Linked DNA regions of Sus scrofa: region 1 is linked to region 2. A link is a contact called in public Hi-C data. All regions are on one chromosome and are shown on one strand. Each heading gives the region's core, a stretch centred on a gene start, on an enhancer-like site or on the middle of the called end of the contact. The rest is flanking DNA. Distances are from core to core; before and after follow the strand shown. Region 1 overlaps KLB (beta-klotho). Region 2 overlaps RFC1 (replication factor C subunit 1).

Region 1 (5,451 bases), core at 2,093-4,592, 110 kb after region 2:
ATTTTATCACAGTTTAGGTCACCTTTCTTATAATCACTGAAATATGTCACAGAACATCTATTTTAAAAAAAAAACTCTTCCCTCCTTTTTTATTTTCTCTGTTAGAACAGGTTAATTGCTATCAACACTGGTTTAATACACTGATATCTCATTCCCCCTTTAGTTAATGATGGCATCATCTTTGCAAGGCAGTTTATAGTTTATGGCTCAGAATCTTACTTGTGTTTAGTGTTTTACAGTTTATACATCAGAGCTGCACACCTGCCCTGAAGGGAAGTGCTGATCACTGAGCTTTTATGGATGAAAGTGCTGAGGCTACCAAGGGATTAAGTGACTGATTAGAATAAAGCAAAGAAGGTCCCCCCTTGAATTCTAGTAATGCATGATTGCTTTCATTTCAAATCAGGAAAAAAGCAGTTAAGACTTTCTGTTGTGATTCCAGCCCCAGAAAAGCCCAGAAGGAGCGGCTGATATCACTTAAGGTGGAGTCTAACCCATGCTGCCCTGAGATTCCTTCCAAAAGCTGGAAACTCAGATTGGAGGCAGGCAAGAAGGCTACAGCCTGAACATTTCTCTGAGAAGAGCATTCTTAAGGGTCCTTAGGAATATTTGGGTGTTAAATGGCTCCAGGATCTTCCAATGAAAGCTGAGTAAGAACAGGTAGATAGAAGTAATACCTGAGACATTTACTTCGGAAAATCTTTCACAGAATTATTTAAAATTAGCTATTCTTACATAAAACAAGGAGATACCAGTTTTGGAATCCTCATCCTTCACATTAAGCCTATCTTTCCCCACCCTAACAGAATTTATGAAACTTTTTTTTTTTTTTTTTTTTGCTTTATTTACAGCTGCACATGCAGCCTATGGAAGTTCCCAGGCTTGGGATCGAATCAGAGCTACAGTTGCTGGCCTACACTACAGCCACAGCATCATCAGATCCAAGCCACATCTATGACCTCCACCACAACTCATAGCAACGTCGGACCCTTAACCCACCAGGTGAGACCAGGAAATCGAACCCACATCTTCATGGATCCTAGTCAGATTCGTTACCACTGAGCCACAATGGGAACTCCCTGTGAAACACTTTTAATGTCCACTGGATCTATTAGGTATGAGCCATTGCTCATATTTTATTGGCTTTGACCTACAAAAAAGTCATTTCTGGTTACTTCAGTCCAATGTAAATCATCTCCAATGAGCAAGAGAAAAGCTAAGGAACAAGACTGAAAGCAGACTTCATGGGTTACGAATAGTAAGGATTTGTGCACATGTTTCAGAAACACCCAGATAGAGGAGAAACTGGCAGAGCTGGGAAGAGACACCAAGAGGCAAGCAAGTCAAATGGGAAGAGGAAGAAAGGTGGACAGAGATACAGGAGGGCCTTCTGGCTGGCTGGGACAGGAAAGAGACCTTGGACATTCAACTGGCCTAGAGTCCTTAATGTTTGCCCTCCTGATGCTGCTCATGGTTCTTTACCGAACCATACCTCAGGCTTTTAATTATTTTTTAAATTGAATCCCTTTTTTATGCAATTTTATGTTTCTCTTTCACACATTTCAGTCTCATTTTCTCATTAAGATTATTGGCTCCTGAAAGCAAGTCCCTGCACCAATTGTTTTAACCTCTCAGGGGAGGAGCAAGACAGGCATTGAATAAGTGCTCAGTACGTACGTATTGAATAGAATGGAAACTGATGATGAGGCTCTATTTTAAGTCCACTCAACTGGAAATGTGAACTCCAGGAGGACCAACGTAATAACATCCATCTTTAAGTAGTAGCTCCCGGGTGCTCTAGTCTACGCTACATATTTAACATATAAAGTAGCCCTACATCTAACAACAACCTTACAAAGAGTATTATTATTTTTAACTTCATTTTATGGCTGAGGATACTGAGAGATTTCAGAAAGATTAAGTGACTTGTCTAAGGCCACTCTGTTAGTACCTCAGCTTCAAACCCATGTGCGCTCATCCCAAAACCCACACTATTTCCACTGTTTTTTTTTTTGTCTGTATCATGCCTCACCCTTTTTATACTAACAGTAACAATAGCTAAGACTTAAATAGAGGTTTCTCTGTCCCAGACACTGTTCTAAAGTGCATTAATTCATTCAATCCTTACAACAAGCCTAGGAGTTGAGCGCTATTATTATCCATTTACAGAATTTCAAGACTGTATTATCCTGGACTTCTAAGGTAGAGCCGAAAGAAGACTCTGTAGAACAATGAAAGATCACTGCCCTGAGACTTTTTATGTAGACAAAGAAATCCTATAATCCACGTCATGTCTCACCTGTACCCAGCCCCAAGAGGGCCTGAAAGGGAGCCAGGGAGAGGAGAAGTGAGACGGAGCTTGGACCAGGGCTCTCTACCTGCCCCTGGGTGATGCTATAAGGGAGGCTTTAGGTTGAAGCCCAGGGAAAGTGAATGGAGAGTGGACTTTAAGGCTATCAGGATTCCCTGGCAGCTTTCCCCCCGCATCACCCTATGCTTCATTAATTCATCCATGAAAAGACCTTCTACCAGCCAAGTCACAACCCTATGAGTAAGGATAATAAAAATTAGTAATATTTTCTTTTATTAGGCTCATTCAAAAGTTTGGCATAACTACAACAGAAATTTCCGCCCGCATCAGAAGGGTTGGTTATCGATCACGCTGGGATCCCATTGGATTGAACCAAACAGATCAGAAAATACAATGGATATACTCAAGTGCCAACAGTCCATGGTTTCTGTGCTTGGGTGGTTTGCCAGCCCAATCCATGGGGATGGTGACTATCCAGAGGTGATGAAAAAGAAGTTGCTCTCCGTTCTACCCCAGTTCTCTGATGCGGAGAAGAATGAGGTGAGGGGAACAGCAGACTTCTTTGCCTTTTCCTTCGGACCCAACAATTTCAAGCCCCACAACACCATGGCCAAAATGGGACAAAATGTGTCACTCAATTTAAGAGAAGTGCTGAACTGGATTAAGCTGGAATATGGCAATCCCCGAATCTTGATTACAGAGAATGGCTGGTTCACAGACAGTCACGTGAAAACTGAAGATACCACAGCCATCTACATGATGAAGAACTTCCTCAACCAGGTTCTTCAAGGTTGGTTGCTTGTTAGCTCCACTGAAAAAATCGATTTGAATATTTATGCTCTAGGATATTTAAAGTCACCTTTGAATATATGATTAGTGTTGTTATTGTTGGACTTTTCTATGGTCCAATGTTGACAGAATTTTTTATGTTACATTCATGTCCCATTTATTTATTCTCTTTCAGCCAGGCCCTGCCCCTCAAGGTACACAGAAGTTGCCAGGCCAGGGGTCAAATCTGAGCCAGAGCTGCAATGCCGGATCCTTAACCTACTGTGCCAGGCCAGAGGTCAAACTGGTGCCTCCACAGAGACAAACCACAACATTTACCCGACAGCACCACAGCAAGAACTCCCTCTCGTGCCCTTTTTAAGTAAGAATTTGAAAGCAAAATCATTTTAGACTATAAATACAGCCTTGATTGGCAACAAGATGCTGTTTCATTCCTTTATAAAGGAACAATGGGAGTTCCCATGCACAGCTTTGTCACTGCAGTGGCTCTGCTTGTTGCTGTGGAGCAGGTTCAATCCCTGGTGCAGGAACTTCCACACATGGTGACTCTGCAGCCCAAAAATAAATAAATAAAAAATAAAAAGGGAGTTTTTGTTGTGGTTCAGCAGGTTAAGGGCCCGGCATTGTCTCTGTGAGGATGCAGTTTGATTCCAGGCCTCACTCAGTGGTTTAAGGATCCAGCATTGTTGCAAGCTGCTACATAGGTTGCAGATGGGGTTTGGATCCCAAGTCACTGTGGCTGTGGTGTAGGCTTCAGCTGCAGTTCCAATTCAACCTCCACCTGGGGAACTTCCATATGCTGCAGGTGCAGTGGTAAAAAGAAAAAAATAAAATAAAATAAAAAATAAAAAGGACTTAATGCTAAAGGAGACATGTCCAAAGTTTTCTAACAGTAGTACTTTAGCCTAAGATGCTGAAAGCTTTTTTTTTCTAGGGCCGCTCCCACAGCACATGGAGGTTCCCAGGCTAGGGGTCTAATCAGAGCTGTAGTCACCAGCCTATGCCAGAGCCACAGCAACACGGGATCCGAGTCACATCTGCGACCTACACCACAGCTCACAGCAACGCTGGATTCTTAACCCACTGAGCAAGGCCAGGGATCGAACCCACAACCTCATGGTTCCTAGTTGGATTCATTAACCACTGAGCCACGATGGGAACTCCGTGGAAAGCTTTTCTTGATTGGGCTCCTTTTACTCTACTACATGACTCAACAATGAAAAATTCTGAAGACAAAGAATGAGCCATGAATGGCAAGGCTGAGCAATTTCTATTGTTCCCGAATATTTCTCTAACACCTGCTCTTCCCCTCATTCCTTTTTCCATTACTCAAGTAGTGACATCTGCAGGTGGCTGATTGAAATGATGGAGCAGAGGACAATTGTGATGGCTCTGTCCCCTATAGAGTTGAGCTCCGTTTCACCCACATATAAAGGAATGATCGGTGACTCTACAGCTCTGTAGCTCTCTTTAGACGTCACAAGCTTAGAGAAAAACTCCAGGTTCTGTAGGAGAGAGTGTTCAGCGAGGGTCCTCAGGGACAGCAGACCCTGCTGCTCAAACCTGCAGGAGGAGCACAAGGGACACAGCCAGGCCAGCCATGCACACAGGGGCCCTCCAGGGCAGAGGCCTGGGCCAAATACCGTGCACTCTGGCAGAAGGGGTGTATTCCCCAGGCGTTATGATCCCAAAGGGACTAGAATCAGGACCTGTTGAAATGTATCTATCACACCAGAATCTCTTGACATCAATTTTCCACCTTTTGGGAAAAGAATGTCAGTGATGAAAACGCCAAAAGGGCAGAAATGAGACATTTTCCATGAGAAAGATGAAAGCTTTTAAGAAAAGAAAAACAGTTGATGATTGATTGGGGTATTTGTTGTGTTTATTGCATATTTCATTTTACCTAATTCCTGAAAGCTATTGAGTCAGTTTTAAAGGTAGAAAGGTCCCAAGCGATCATTGTTTCCAGTCTTTTCTATTGACAAATGAGGAAACTGAGGTCAAGAAACTTGCCCAATAGCACTGTCCCAGGAGTGTAGGAGAGCAAGCCCTCTCACCTCCTGCCCGTCAACCCAGTCAGTTCTTATTCTCTTGCATCACTGCGCCTCTTTCTCCTCCTTCAATCTACATTCACATATATTCATTCGCAAAGCTGGTGTTTCGGACCCTGAAGGATCGTTTCACAGAAATGGGAACCAACCCAAGCTTGAAATGAGAAACTCTTGGCCATGAGCAGGCATCTGCTTTGGTCCCAAAGGGTTCTGGAACTTACTGTGCCCTCTGACACAGATTTTGCACACTAAGCCTCAGGAATATTTAAAACTTGGCCCTTTAACTATGCTATTCAC
Region 2 (5,434 bases), core at 1,667-4,166:
GTGGGTTGAGGATCTGGCGTTGCTGTGGCTCTGGCATAGGCTGGTGGCTACAGCTCTGATTAGACCCCTAGCCTGGGAACCTCCATATACCGTGGGTGCAGCCCTAGAAAAGACAAAAACACCCCCCACACACAAAAAAAACCTCTTGCTATAAATATCCATAGGTGTCTCAAGGAACTATGATAACTATTTTTATTAATACTGACAGGAGGAGAAGTGCTTTGGTTAAGGAACTAAGAAACGGAAATTTACTTTACCAGTTTGATATCCTTTTTGGCTCTGTGAGAATCAGCCTTAGCCTGGTCATAGGTTAGTGCCTTACTTCGTGCACACCACATACTCAGATTATGTAAAACCTAAAAGAATCACAAGTAAGACACTGTCAAAGATAGGGAAATACTGCCACTCTTTGTCCCAAAAACATTTAAGACATCAATTCAATAAAATGATCAACTGTTACATAATATATATTTAATTTACCTGTCTAATATCTTGATTGGCTCCCAAAATTATTTCATTCATAGCTGGAGGGGGGATTTTTAAACCCTCTTTAAATGCAATAGACATCATAGCACCCTGAAATTGACAAAGGGAAATGAATCCTCGATGATTTTTTTAAAGTTCATATGGTCAGATTTTTTAAAATATTTATCAAGTACTTTTATTTATTTATTTTTATGGCCACACCTGTGGCATATGAAAGTTCCTGGGCTAGGGGTTGAAGTGGAGCAGCAGCTGCCGGCCGACACCACAGCTATAGCAACACCGGATCCCAGCCACATGTGCAACCTACGCCGCAGCATGAGGCAACACTGGGTCCTTAACCCACCGAAGTCAGGGATCAAACCCACATTTCACAGAGACTATGTTGGGTTTTAACCTGCTAAGCCACAATGGGAACTCCTATCAAGTACTTTGAAAAACTATCCTAAAAATATATAGGGTAAGAATGATGGAGGAAAAAAATCCAATCATCATACCTTAATCTGTTCAACCCGAGGTCTTTGAAAACGAAGATCGAAACAATAATGAACCAAGGAGCGAATCTTGGGGTGATTTCTATCATTGCACATACAAATAATGGGAATTTTTGTATGTTTTATCAAACCAATTAATTCCTGAAAGGCAAATTTGCAACACAAAAATAATTATCTAAAAAAAAAAATCAACGAAGTATACAATGTATGTATTTTAGGTTTTAAAAGGCAACATGCCTCAATTGCTGTAAATACCACACAGCATGATAGTTTAAAAAAAAAAACAAAACCTAAAATCAATAGTAAAACTGCACACTGTAAATCAACTATAATGGAAAAAAAAAAAAATCTAAAAACAAACAAGCAACAACAGTAAAACTGCAAAAATACAGTGCTTTCCTTACCTGAATTCCTCCCCTGTCCTCATTGCCTGCCATGCCATCTACTTCATCCATGATGAGAGCATGTTTCGTGCTTACTGAATGGGCTGCTCCACCTGAACCATGTTGAAAAGCAATAGGATGGGACAAAAACAAAATAACAATTCTTCAAACACTGCTGCTTTAAAAAAAAAAATCTGTAACATATGTAACATTTTAAACTGATAGATAATGTAGATCCATGGTTCAAAATTCAAAAGGCACAAGAGGAGTTCCTGTTGTGGCTTGGCAGTAATGAATCCGACGAGTATCCATGAGGATGCCAGGTTTAATCCCTGGCCCTGCTCAGAGGGTTAAGGATCTGGCGTTGCTGTGGCTGTGGTGTAGGCCAGCAGCTACAGCTCAGATTTGACCCCTAGCCTGGGAACTTCCATGTGCCATGGGTGCAGCCCTAAAAAGACAAAAAAAAGGCACATGAGTAAGCAGTGACATGAAATCCTCTCCCACCTCTGCCCCCTTGGGCACCCAGTTTCACTCTCTGGAGGTAAAGAATGTGAGGAGTCTCATGTACGCATATTCCTTAAGAGATATTCTACTCATATTAAAAACGTGTGTACTTGAAAGTATACACCTTGGTTTTGTCATTTAATATATTTCGGTGACCTGTTTCTTATCTGCAGATATAGATCATCTCCTTTTTAAGGCTTTTCAAATATTCCATTTTATACACCTATCATAATTAATCACTTTCCATTGATAAAATATGAAGATGTTTCCAATTTTATTATGAATCATAATTAATGAATCTACTTATCTATGTTATTTTGTATACAAGTATAACAGTTACTAAATTCCAAGGAACTAGAATTTCTGGGTTAAAGGCTATGTGTAATTTAACTTTGAGAAACACTGTCAGATGGCACTCCAGAGTTGTACCAACTGACACTCCCACTAATCATGTATAAAAGTGACATCTGCTGGGAAAATTTTTAACAATTTTCTACCACTGAAAGTACCAAGAATTCAGGTGACTGTGCAATATACCACAGATTCTGAACATGCAGTATAGTCTGTAATATGGGCATCTTATTTTCCCCATAAACTCTGCTACATCAGATTAACAGCTACAACCCGAAACCCAGTGGCACTTTAACACTGTCTTTTCTCCTCCTCTACTACCTCTGCCTGAAATAACCCCTTCCATCCACAAACTAGTCTAATTCTTCAAGGCCCTTTGAACAAAGTCACCATTTTACTGGTAGCTTTCCCCAATGTTCCAAATAGAATCATTCCTTCATCTAAAAGCATCTATCACCTCACTCATCACACTGTTAGTTGTTTACTTTCCCTTGTCAGAGGATTTACCTGTGAATCCTCTAAAACCAATGCAAAAATTCATAAATATGTCCATGTATACATTTTATCACATATTCAGAAACCACTAAGACCAGAAAAAAGGGGGGAAGGATGAAGGTGAATTACTGTCCTGTAAGAGTTACATCATAGGTGCTTCTTACTGTCTCATTAGCCCCAGGATTTAGCAGGGTGCCTGGCACACAGTAAGGTTCAATACTAGTTAATGGACACAGAACTGAACCTGTTTTTCTTACATAACCCTCCTCCCCCCAAAACAGTTCAAAAACCCACATACTTGAATAAAAGCCTTTGATGCTGGTATTATTCAGCGACTCAGCAATAATCTCCTTCAAACTGTTCTTACTCCGAGTGTCACTTGCATTCAGTTCCACATAGCTATATCCCAATTCCTAATCAAGATATTGGAAACCATTACTATCACAATGCAAATTATTAACTCTCCCCTGAAAGAAGGCAACTGAGGAAGAGGATAGAAAAATCACCTAAGTAACCACAGGTAGAAAGCAGAATACTAATGACAGTAAGATTAACTCTTACAGGCCTCACATTAAGAGACATTTAAAATATAATATACATACATACCACACACATATAAAAACACACATTTGATCTTAAAACATCAGTTGATAAATAACTAATCTGAAAGAGTATATATGAACAAGCAATTTTACTAAGTTTGCTTCTTAAAGTCTTCAAAAGAATTAAATATAAGGGCCATCCCAAAACTTCAATATCAGACACAGAATGAATCTATGTTAAAATACCAAAAAGTAATTAGAGACTCCTTAAGATAAACTATAAATAAAGTTTAATCATTCTTTGTCAAGCTATCCATTTACAATCTTCCTCTCAAACTGTGAAAAATCAAGTAATTTGGACTCATTTCCCAAAATTCACCATTATATTGATATTAAGGCATTATGAAAGACTCTGATTCAATCCCTCAAAAAGTAATGATAAAATCAAGGGGGAAAAGAGTTATCTTTACAACTGTAAAGATTAGGGGAAAAAAATTGCTCCTGTTGTTTTTTTAATGTTTACAAAGAGTGGAAAATATATAATTAATTATTATACCAGCTAAAAATGTACGCTCTGGTCCACACAACAAAGAGGGTGAGACAGAGAGTTGGGAAATCCAGCAATAACATTAAAGCAAATTTAATTTTTTCTTTTTTTTGTCTTTTCCAGGGCCGCACTCTCGACATATGGAGGTTTCCAGGCTAGGGGTCAAATCGGAGCTGTAGCCGCCGGCCTACACCACAGTCCACAGCAATGCCAGATCCTCAACCCACTGAGCAAGGCCAGGGATGGAACCCGCAACCTCATGGTTCCTAGTCGGATTCGTTAACCACTGAGCAACAACAGGAACTCCTAAAGCAAATTTAAAATCCCCCATTTTATCATTTTGATACCATTTCATATACCATTCCTACCATTCTGATACATGAGGCCCTGGGGTGCCAAGTGCCTTGTCTTCTCACCATCTAGCTATGGCAGCCATGAAGACAACAAGAGCAAAAGGAGGGTTCCGTAGGGGTGAAAAGTTGGACTACCTGGGTTCATACTGTGTCCCCACCCTCCGCTATAGGCCTGTTTCATTTGTCACATAAGGATGGCAATAGGACACACAGTCAGCACACAGAATTCTTCCTACAAGGGTATATAAGATATCTATATCTGTAAGCATCTGTAAGACATTACACACACAGGGGCTTATTAGTGCATTGCCTGGCACACAAGTAAATATCACCTATCATTATTATTACCAATATTTTTTAAAGGATGAAAGTGACAAATGTGCCCAGAACCAAAGCAAATTTCAGAGGTTTGATTTTAGAAAAGTCATGATAGGAGTTCCCGTCGTGGCTCAGCAGAAACAAATCTGACTAGCATCCATGAGGACACAGGTTCAATCCCTGGCCACATTCAGTGGGTTAAGGATCTGGCGTTGCCATGAGCTGTGGTGTAAGTAGCAGATGTGGCTTGGATCCTGCGTTGCTGTGGCTCTGGCATAGGCCAGCAGCTACAGCTCCAATTTGACCTCTAGCCTGGGAATGTCCATATGTCGCAGGTGCAGCCCTAAAAAGCAAAAAAAAAAAAAAAATTTTTTTAAAAGAAAAGCAATGATAGAACACCTACCTGACAAACCAGAGAAGCTGTGGTGGTTTTGCCAACACCTGGAGGGCCTGAGAGCAATGCAGCTTTAAAACTGGAGCCATCATCTTTGCCAGCAAATTTACCAAATTTTGCTGCTAGGAAAAAAGAAGTTTCAGAATGTTAACCTATACTACCCAACAGAAACACAGAATAGCAAGAATAACTGTGCATAAAGTTAGCATCAAGAGCTGTCCTCCAATTTACTTCAAAATTTGAAGAGTATTTTCTACAAGGTATGAACAACAGTTTCCAGAGCATTTAGTGAAATTCTTCTCCCGATCTCACTTCCACTCAAAATAAAAAACTAAAATTAATTTTAAAACTTTGACTTGAAACAATATTTTATGAGTTTCTTTCCTACAAAGCTCAGGCTCTGATCCTGACTCCATGGCTCAGCAGCTTCAGAAGTGACTTAACTCTGCCCCCTCCCCGACCCCCCGGCCCCGGATCTGTTTCCTCCTTTGTACAACAAGGGTAACAAAAGTAATGTGCCTGGTAGGGATGCTGTGGGGATGACCATGCTGGGCAGAGCCTGACATGCCT

Evidence for each region. A called contact is a pair of places that touch in the nucleus more often than the background predicts.
Region 1: a Hi-C map of liver shows a contact between it and region 2, with 2.8 times the contacts expected there. The contact joins two enhancer-like sites. A contact is called at or near these places in 4 of 47 Hi-C or Micro-C datasets (embryonic fibroblasts, liver and skeletal muscle).

The regions. Positions count from the first base shown.
Region 1 is chr8:30,673,434-30,678,884 of Sscrofa11.1, forward strand. It overlaps KLB (beta-klotho), which reads left to right. Exons shown (of 5, transcript XM_021101114.1): 2 at 2,591-3,101. Among named protein-coding and RNA genes, the nearest start is that of KLB, 23 kb to the left of the region's middle. Within about 2 kb of position 3,343, at least 1 of the 83 cell types and tissues checked has an H3K27ac peak or open chromatin away from gene starts, as enhancers often do. A contact at or near this core is called in liver, where this site is marked.
Region 2 is chr8:30,566,030-30,571,463 of Sscrofa11.1, forward strand. RFC1 (replication factor C subunit 1) reads right to left here. Exons shown (of 25, transcript XM_005666588.3): 14 at 4,874-4,986; 15 at 3,009-3,123; 16 at 1,382-1,473; 17 at 981-1,118; 18 at 481-576; 19 at 258-356. Among named protein-coding and RNA genes, the nearest start is that of RFC1, 67 kb to the right of the region's middle. Within about 2 kb of position 2,917, at least 1 of the 83 cell types and tissues checked has an H3K27ac peak or open chromatin away from gene starts, as enhancers often do. A contact at or near this core is called in liver, where this site is marked.